Regions from separate parts of the Mus musculus genome. Here all the other regions are linked to region 2. Evidence: chromatin contacts called from public HiChIP or PLAC-seq data. All regions are on one chromosome and are shown on one strand. The core of a region is the stretch at or near the end of the contact, and the rest is flanking DNA. Distances in the headings are between cores, read along the strand shown. Region 1 has its middle 7.9 kb from the start of Timp2. Region 2 holds the start of Dnah17 (dynein, axonemal, heavy chain 17). Region 3 has its middle 45 kb from the start of Socs3.

The links. HiChIP or PLAC-seq counts read pairs in DNA pulled down with a chosen protein or histone mark.
Region 1: a contact with region 2 is called in an HNF4G HiChIP or PLAC-seq map of pancreatic cancer cells. The contact joins the enhancer-like site here to the promoter of Dnah17 in region 2. A contact is called at or near these places in 3 of 39 promoter capture datasets (embryonic stem cells, pre-B cells and stem cell-derived epiblast-like cells), 1 of 484 Hi-C or Micro-C datasets (the N1E-115 cell line), 3 of 115 datasets of contacts at active chromatin or transcription factors (bone marrow-derived macrophages, embryonic stem cells and pancreatic cancer cells) and 1 of 9 other capture datasets (embryonic stem cells).
Region 3: a FOXA1 HiChIP or PLAC-seq map of pancreatic cancer cells shows a contact between it and region 2. The contact joins the enhancer-like site here to the promoter of Dnah17 in region 2. A contact is called at or near these places in 1 of 39 promoter capture datasets (liver), 2 of 484 Hi-C or Micro-C datasets (bone marrow-derived dendritic cells and embryonic stem cells), 2 of 115 datasets of contacts at active chromatin or transcription factors (embryonic stem cells and pancreatic cancer cells) and 2 of 9 other capture datasets (liver and pancreatic islet).

Annotation. Positions count from the first base shown.
Region 1 is chr11:118,361,917-118,364,729 of GRCm38.p6, forward strand. No RefSeq gene overlaps it. Among named protein-coding and RNA genes, the nearest start is that of Timp2, 7.9 kb to the left of the region's middle. Within about 2 kb of position 1,470, at least 259 of the 459 cell types and tissues checked have an H3K27ac peak or open chromatin away from gene starts, as enhancers often do. A contact at or near this core is called in the N1E-115 cell line, bone marrow-derived macrophages and pancreatic cancer cells, where this site is marked.
Region 2 is chr11:118,127,399-118,130,543 of GRCm38.p6, forward strand. Dnah17 (dynein, axonemal, heavy chain 17) reads right to left here and starts at 1,821. Exons shown (of 81, transcript NM_001167746.1): 1 at 1,486-1,821. The coding sequence starts at 1,821.
Region 3 is chr11:117,923,204-117,926,339 of GRCm38.p6, forward strand. No RefSeq gene overlaps it. Among named protein-coding and RNA genes, the nearest start is that of Socs3, 45 kb to the right of the region's middle. Within about 2 kb of position 1,493, at least 30 of the 459 cell types and tissues checked have an H3K27ac peak or open chromatin away from gene starts, as enhancers often do. A contact at or near this core is called in pancreatic cancer cells and pancreatic islet, where this site is marked.

The DNA.
Region 1 (2,813 bases), core at 220-2,719, 230 kb after region 2:
ACGAGCAAGTAACACTCCGCTTAGGAACGAACCAGGGACCTGGAGGCCCAGGTGGGAGTCCTGTTCCACACTATCCACCCTGGTCAGGGACACAGGGAAGATAGGAGATATGATTAACTTACAGAGCCAGGCCTGGTAAGGTAGGTTCCTGTCGTCTCTGTGTGTGACACTGAATGCCTCTAATCCGAAAGGATGCTCACTGAGGCATCCGAGGCATCTGGGTATCAGGAGCTGGGGGTGGGTGGGATCAGGCGAGGGTGCAGGTTGTCAGTGACAGGACACCCCTCCCCCAGCTTTAGAACTCTTCCCTCTATGGCAGTGGGAAGGCCTTGGCCATAGCTCATCAAGTACCCGCTTTTAGGTGATGTTTGCTTGGCCCGCCGCTCCTTTCACTTTGGCTTTCCTGTTATCCTGTCCCATTCATCTTTAAAGAGAGGGGGGCTTGGCATCTCCCACAATATGGCTCCCCTTTCCCAGGTGTGCATCCCATAAGCCTGTGAACACAGCATTCCATAGCCAACCTGCAGGCAGCCTTGTGTAAGGCATAACTTCATATCATAGTGACAGTCCTGCCCCCACCCATGTTGGTAGGGGGACTTCAGACTGGAAGGGAGGAGGGATGGATGGAGAGAGGAAGGGGTGGGTAGAGAGAGGGAGGGTGTCCTGGTGGGGAACAGGAAGCCTTGTGATGCTTGGCCCCAAAGAATTGCCACATCTGAACTATGCTGGATGGGCCAGCATCCCAGAGGAAGGCTGACTTGACAGTGACCGCCCAGCTTCAGCCTGTGCACAGGCTGGTGTCACAGGGAGGGACTCTGCAGGGGCCAGGTCCCTCCTCTCTCTTCCTTGGGGCTTCCATCCTAAGAAGGAGGCAAAGCCAGGGATCTCTGCCCTTTTCCCAGAAAAGAGAGGGGTTTGGAGAGCAGGCTGCTGTGGCTTTGGATTCTTAAAAGTCTCTGGCTTCCCCTTCTCCTCCTCTGGCCCCCCTTCAGCCCCCGGCCCCTGTCTACCCCCTCCACCTCCCTTAACCCCATCCCTCCTCTGGTCCCCCCACCCTGTCCCTCCTGGGCTCTCTGGGACCCTCTAGACCAGTTCAGTGAAGCACTGAGGAATGTAGCTGATGCAGGGAGTGGACGCCCCTGGCTGCTCTCATTTCCTCATGCCCAGGCTATTTCCTCTTGGCCCTGGGCATGTGGTCATGTGCTTTTGCTCATGAGGAGCGGGTTGTGATGGGAACCCTCGCCCCTCTGCTCTGCCTTTCCCCAGGAAGCAGCCTCAGCAGGCAGGGAGGGGTGAGGGACCCCAGAGCTTGCTGCCCAGCTCAGCAGGGGTTGCCTGAGGGTGGTGGTTTCAGGTTCCCTGGCCCGCTAGTCAGCTAGTCTGGCTAGTCTCTCTAGTCCCGGATGGGAGGCTCAAGAGGCTCGGGTTTCCCCCGCCACCACCACCATCCTCTGCTTCCTTTGGTGTTGGGGAGTGACAGCCTTTGGCCATGATGTCATTACCTAATCCAAACAGAAGGGAGGCTGGGCTCTGTGGTGAGCTGCAGGCCAGCAGCGCTGAGTGCTACAGCATGGTAAGGCTGTGTAGAGAACCCACCCCTTGCATCTCCCAGGTCCTCTTTTCCTTTCTGCGCTCCTGACCAGCCTCCCTTCCCTTTCTTCTTTCTGGAGATGCTGTAGCATCCCTGTGTCACCACCCCTCAGCCAGGAGTGCACACAGGGCTAGATGCAAAGTCAGCCCTATTCTCTCCAGGGGCAGAAGGACCAGGCTTGGGGTGGGTCTCATCCTAGCAAAGCGATGAGGAAGAAGAGGGGGAGCGAGGTTTCCTGGGAAGGGAGGCATGGTGTCCTGCATCTCCTCTGCTGTCTGAAGTGCAGATCCAGCATCTCTCTGCTTTGCTACAGCCTGCTCAGCTCTCCCTCAGCTATAAAGGGCTGTTCGGCATCAAAGGCAAGAGGAACCACTCAGGACAGTGGTATCCATTTGTGCCTGGAGCTTCCTGGGTAGAAATGCGCCCTGTGACAGACCCTGTCATCTGGTTCTGTCCTGGTGTCCTGTGACCCGGGAACACAGGTGAAAGCTAGTCATCCTGCCTCCTCAGCCCCCTTCTCTGCTTCTCCTGGCTGCAGAGCTGTGCCACTGTGCTCACAGGTAAAGTCAGGGAAACTCAGGGTGACCACGGCTTCCAGCACAGAATCCCTGCTGGGGTCCCTGCAGAGGCAGGAGGATGCTGTGGGCTCTGCCTTAGCACCTGGTCATTTGTGCTATAATTTTGGTGCTGTGGGAAAGCAGGGAATGTCTGGGACATGTCCCTCTAGTCATTCTTGGTGGCCCCATTAAATATCTCTTCCCCGTGGAGCCCGCTCAGCCCTCACACTCTTCCACCTAAAATCCTGGCCATCTGAACACGATAGAGACTGTCCCAGTCCCAGACCTGGGATGGCATGGTGACAGAGAGTGGCTTGATGAGGGATAAAAAAGGACTGTGCCCAGTGACCTACCACAGTGGCCTTATTTTAGACTGCTGTGGCTTGTCTCACAGCTGACTTGTTCACAGGTCTATCCTCCCAATCCACTGAATATTTCTTTTACTTTGTTTTGTTGAGACAGGGTCCCTGGCTGGCTTGGAACTGACTTTGCAAACCAGACTGGCCATGAACTCACAGAGATCCAGCTGCCTCCAGAGCACTGGGGTTACAAGTATGTACCACCAGGCCAGCCTCTGGGTGAATGTCTCTTAAGGTTGTAGTTCATTTGCTCAAAAGTATTTCTTGGGCACACAAGCCATGTGCCAAGGCTGTTCTGAAGCTGGG
Region 2 (3,145 bases), core at 571-3,070:
GAAGTTTAAGGACTAAGGTAGGCTGGGTTATGTCTCTATGTTCATACACACAGTTCTACCACCTGTGCCTTAATATGTGACCGCATGGGGAGACGTGTGTGTGTGTGTGTGTGTGTGTGTGTGAGTGTATGTATGTGTGAGTGTGTGTATGCATGTATGTATGTGTGTATGTGTGAGAGTGTGTATTATGTATGTGTGTATATATGTATGTGAGTATGTGTTTTTATGTGCGAGTGTGTGTATGTTTGAATGTATGTGTGTATGTATGTGTGTGTATATGTGTGAATATGTGTATATATGTGTAAGTGTATATATCTATGTATGCATGTATGTGTGTATGTATACATGTATGTGTGTGTGTGCGTGCATGTATGTTTGTGTGTATGTGTATGTATGTGTATGTGTGAGTGTGTGTATGTATGCATGTATATGTGTGTGTAACATACACACATAAACCGGCATAGAGGTCAGAGGTCAGTGTGTCTTCTACCTTGTTTTGGAGCAAGGTCTCTCATTGGACCTAGAACATTTACCAACTGGACTAGATGGCTAGCATGTCAATGGGCTCTTCCGTCTCTGTCCCCAAGGGCTGTCATTACAAGATGCCATGGCCACACCTAGCTTTTAATGTGGTGTTGGAGCTGGGAACCCAAGCTCTTCTGTTTGTGCAGTAAGCCCTGTGTCCTCTGAGCCATCTCTCCTCGGGCTAATACAGCCTTTGAAGAGGCAATGAGGTAAGTTAGGACAGCAGCTGAGCCCTAACTAGTAGGACTTGGGACCTTATATGAAGAGATCAGGACACAAAAATCTATCCGGTAGGGGAACTGGGAAAGGTGGCCATCTAAGCCCAGGACAGAGGGGTAACAGGAGAGGGCCAGCTGACCCCTGGGCCTTGGGCTTCCAGCTTCAAGAGCACCTGGCACTAGAGATGCCGCTGATTTGGCTGTGGCCTGCCAGGCTTCCCAGTCTCGGCTTGCAGGCCCTGCGGAGTGACCTCCTGCCTTCACATTCCTCTTTGAACAAGCACAGGCAGAGTCCTGGGTCCTGTTCTATGGTGACTGGGAGGATACATAGGCTGTTAGTGTGGCCCACTAGAGGCTATCCTCACCCCACTGCACTGCCAAGGGTAAGTATGACGTATAATAGCGGCAAATACCGAGGAATAGAAAAGATCCTTCCTAGCTCAAAGACCCAGAGACAGGGGAATCACCCAATGGTTCTCAGATGGCCTACACCTGGAGTGACAGAAGATGGCAGAGAAGAGAGGGCAACTTTAATGCAGGGAAGAGGGCCAGCCTATTGGACTCCTGCCGCATCACCTGGAGTGGGACTGTCTGTATTTCCAACCAGCTCTTAGGTGAGCCACTGGGAGATGCATTCCATTGGAACAGCAAGGTCTTAGGCTCTTCAGAGTCCTTCTCAAGCTTTGCTGTTCCAGCTCCCACCCCACTCCCACCTGGTCCCACCCTCCCAGCCCAGGCACACCTCCTCCACTACTGCAATCAACTGGTCCACGGTGGTGGGGCTGATGTCCCCGTAGATGAGGTGGGTCTTGTAGTTGTCCTTGGTGATGTTCTCCGGCTTCATCTTGATGAAGTAAACTCCTTTGGACTTGAGGGACTCTGGGAAGCCCAGGCAAGGAATGATCATACCAGCAGCATTGAGCGTCAGCACCAGGACAGGGTTATCTATTTTGTCGAAGAATTCGGTGAGCAGGGCCATGTTCTCCTCTGCTCCAATCAGTTTGCCCCACTTGTCTGCCTTGAACTTGAGGAGGACAGAAGACACTGTCTCCAGATAATCGATTCTGAGGTCTGGCATGCTTGTCACCTTTCCTTACACCACCGTCCTCTGTGGAATGAACAAGCAGATTACAGCTGGCTTCTGGGCCTTTAGAACTACACAGACCCTCCTTCCAAACCACACTGGTGAAAGGGGCTCATGGGCCTTTCTGTTTTTATCTGTGGTTGCGCTGGTGACAAGGGCGTTTTCCTGCCCTGGTGCAGGGTCATCAGGTAAACAGGGTACCCCTGGGTTGTTATGACCACAAAAGTAAGTGAGCTGGGAAAGAAGATAGGTGGACACAGGGAAAAGAGAAAAGGAAATGGCTGTATCAGTGTGGGGGTGGGGCACAAAAAGGGGAGGGGAGGGGGGAGGGGACGGGAAGGGGGGAGGGGAGGGGGGAGGGGGAAGGGGAGGGGGGGAGGGGAGCAGCTGAGAAGAAACCAAGGGAGGATTCCTGAGATCAACCAACCTCTGGCATCTGCACACATACAAAACCTGGGCTATTCAGCTCCTCAGGCCTATGGGTGGGTGTCAGCCTGTTCCAGAATTGGCTATTGCCAATGTCAGCTTTTGGAGGCCACATCGGAAGCACTCAGATCCTAACCTTTGACTAAGGCTCAAAGATTTTGTGATGCTACCACACCCGGGTCCTCAAAGTGCCATCCCACACCAGAACAGGGGCTCAGTCCCAGCCCCGTATGAATGGGAAGGTGCTGTGTGGTGTTCAGGGACCCAGGGCTTTCCTAGAGCTTAGGGTTTCTCTGTGATAGGTTGCAAGATAGATATAGAAAGTGAAACAGAGAGGAAGTAGGAGGGGTGGAGAGGGGAGAGAGAGAAACTGAGAGTGGTCCCTGAGCCTGTCTGATATGGACTAGGGGAGCTACAGCAGCACCTCCATCACACAGGAGGAGCCATGCAGCAATGTCTGTGGAGCACACATGACTCATGGGTGCTACTGCAGCTAACCCCTCCCAGTACCATGTCATTACTACATGTAGACACTGGAATGTGAGTGTTTAAGGGGGCCCTCCTCCAAGGCTTGCAAAGTCTGTGGTACTGCGGAGGTTGAACCCTCTAGTTAACCGAGGCACTATTTCCTGGGGTGCAGGCCAGGAGATGGAGGTTTACAAAACTGTCCCACGAGTGCTTCTCAGGCCCACCAGCCCCTTAGACTGTCAGGCTTGGGGATGGCTGGCTCAAGGGCAGCTATAGGGAGGGTACCTGGAAGACCCAAAGAGGAAGGGGTGGGGCCATGGCAGTCAGCTTGCTGGCCTGAACTCCTTCTGGCCAGCTCTGAGCATAGATCAGGGACAGTGCGTGGCAAGTCATGAGTCTGTTGCCAGCTAGGACCTGGGCTCCT
Region 3 (3,136 bases), core at 243-2,742, 200 kb before region 2:
GAGTCAGGTAAGCTCAGCAGAGCTTCCCAGGGCCCTTCAGGCTTCCAAGAGAATTGGTCTCGGGGAAGGCGGGCTGGGCCCCTCGGGACAGGAGCCAGTGGGCTTCCAGGAAGGGAAGGCGAAGATACATACCCCTTCCCGGCATGTCCCTGGGAGGACAAGGATCCAGTTCCCTGTCCTACCCACTGGGGACAAGGGCGGTGTCCTGAGGGCCTGCAGCAGCTGTGCGCGTAGTTCAGCCAGGCGCTTCTGGGGGCTGGAGCCTGGGGCCAGTATCTATTGGCCAAGGCTAGGACCGGTGGGCGAGGTCAGGCAAGGCGGGCAAGTTACTGGAAACCAGACAGCTCTGTCTGTGTCTCTGCCAAGCTGCCCACTGCATTCTTTGGTCTCCTGTTTCCATGCAGTCTCTGGGACAGGTCCCAGCCTGGCCTGCCCAGAGCCTCGGTGCCCATGTTTGGGTCACTGAAGCTGGGTAGGCAGGGCTGAAGAGGAAAGCTAGGAAGAGATCAAAGCTCATAGGGGTCGGGAGGAACCCTGTGTTGTGTTGTGTTGTGTTGTACTGTGCTGTGTCGTGCCATCGGTGTAAGCATGTATGTGCGTTCATGTGTATACACACGAGTAGGTGTCTCTACCGGGGCCAGGTCTAGCATGTTGGTGGCCTGTGTCGAAGAACATAGAGGTCTCAGTCACCCTGCCTTCTCTGCGGCCAGCCTGGGCCTGCGATGTCCTCTGTGGGACTGTGACAGGGACAGTTGGTATCTGGTTCTCTGCCTAGACTCCAAGGGGCAAGTGCCTCAAGGACCTGTCACAGACTAAATTCAAGTTCCTGGTGTTGGCATCTAGTGTCCTAGCATCTATCCCCATGGAAATTACACTGTGCAGGTCAGGGTCTGTGGGGACATCAGGAGAAAAGACCAGGGTCTCAGCAACCTGCTCTCTGTGTCCCGGCGGGCACACCACAAGCACTACAGCTGATGCCTGGCTGATCCATTTCAATTTTTTAAAAAAGATATATTTATTTATTTTAGGCATATAAGTACCCTGTTGCTTCAGACACACCAGAAGAGGGCATCAGATCCCATCACAGATGGTTGTGAGCCACCATGTGGTTGCTGGGATTTGAACTCAGGACCTCTGGAAGAGCAGCCAGTCAGTGCTCTTAACCTCTGAGCCATCTCTCCAGCCCCCATTTCAATTTGTTTATTTGTTTGTTTTGAGACAGGGTTTCTCTGTGTAGCCCCGGCTGTCCTGGAACTCACTTTGTAGACCAGGCTGGCCTCAAACTCAGAAATCTGCTTGCCTCTGCCTCCCAAGTGCTGGGATTAAAGGCGTGCACCACCACTGCCCGGCCATTTTAATTTTTTTACTGTGCTAAAATAAATAGGTCGCACGGCTGGGAAGTGTTTGCTTAGCAGGCATGAAGCCCTGGGCTCCATCCCCCGTGCTGCATGAGCTCGGTGACTCAGAAAGCACTTATAATCTGCACCAGAGAGATGGATGCAGGAGAGTCTGAAATTCCAGTCCAACCTCAGCTACACAGCCAGTTCCCAGTCCTCACCCCCAGAGGAATCCAAGGAAGAGGAGCTGAGACCTGCCCAATTCCCCTGCAGCCTGTGGTGTGGACCAAGCCACCTCAGAAGCAGGTCCTGAGGTCCTAGTCAGGTCTTCTGATGAACTCAGCCTACTGGATATCAGCTGCCCACAGAAACCTCACCAGGGAGTAAGTAGTGATATCCACTTGAAGCTGCCAAGCATGGGATACCTTGAAGTCAGTATGCCACGGGGAAGTTGTATCTTGACCTGGTGAGGCCCCCTGAGCCTCTGGCATCCTTGGGTGGCTGCTGTAGATCTCCCAACAGGGGGAGTCGCTTCCACAACCACCTTGTCAAGGGCCCATCTCCACCCATTTCCTCAAGGCCTTGTGTTCTGTCACCCTGCAGACACAGCTTGGGAACTCACGCCATCAACGGGCTGTGGCAGAGATCTCCAATCAGCCAATCTGGAGTCCTGTTTGGTATGGCATATTCAGAGAGGGGCCTGCACTATACCCCCATGGCAGTGTCCCGTGACTAGGCAACTGGCTTGGTGCTTGGTCCACGCTCACACAGGTTCCTCAGATATGTCCACAGGAGTGGAAGGTGGTTCTCCCTACACAGCCCCGAACCATGTCTGTTCTATGAAATGCTCTGGGCTTCTCTCCATCAGCCCAACTAAGGCTGGCTGTCTATGGACTTAAGATTGTCCCTTGATGACACACACTGAATTAGTGAATCTACATGTCTGATGGAGCCACCCCACTCTAACCCAACTCCCACATACACTCCCTCTGCCACAACAACCAAGCTCACCCAATCAAGCTCCCCTGGGCCAGCCTCTAATTAGCACCTTAATTCATTAGGCTATTAAGTATTGCAGCCGTGCTGTGTGCAGGTACCACTGCTGTTGCCTGTCTATACCTCTGAGACCCAGCCTGGGTGAGTTGCCTAAGACCAGCTCCTAGCTTTCTCTCTCAGCACTGTGAAAGCCAATTAAAACTGGATTAAGCAATTAAAGGGGTTGTTCTAGCAGGTCACATGACAAAAACACAGGATTATCCCTGAGCCTCAGGCACAGTGGGTCCAGGTTTGCCAAGGATGTACTGGAAAACTAAGTCTCTCCACTCCCCTGACCCCTAGCCTCTACCATGCCTCTTCCCTCTGGCAGATTTTCCACAGTGGTGACAAGATGGCCCCAGCCAACTCTAGGAATGGCCCCAGGATGGAGCTGCTTAGGTTTTGGTCCCAGACCTAGACTAACAAAAGGTGCCTGTTCTGCTGGCCTCGTTCTGGTCATGTGCCCATTGCTAAGCTGTGTGGAGAAAGCAGTGGAAGAGAAGCTGGAGTGCTTAGCTTAGCAGGCCAGGCCAGAGGGGGAGCTGGATCCAGTACGGCGGTACCAAGAGGGGCCGTCTTAGAGGAAAACTCAGTCTCTTGGCCAGTTTCTTGATCCTGGACTTCAGGTGAGATAATATGTTTGCAGTTTACAAACTACAGTCTCCATGCCAGGCCAGTGAGGCGGCTCAGCAGGTAAAGGCACTTGCCTGATGTCCCACACAAGCCTGTTGTCCCCACAACCTACATGGAGAGACCTGACTCCC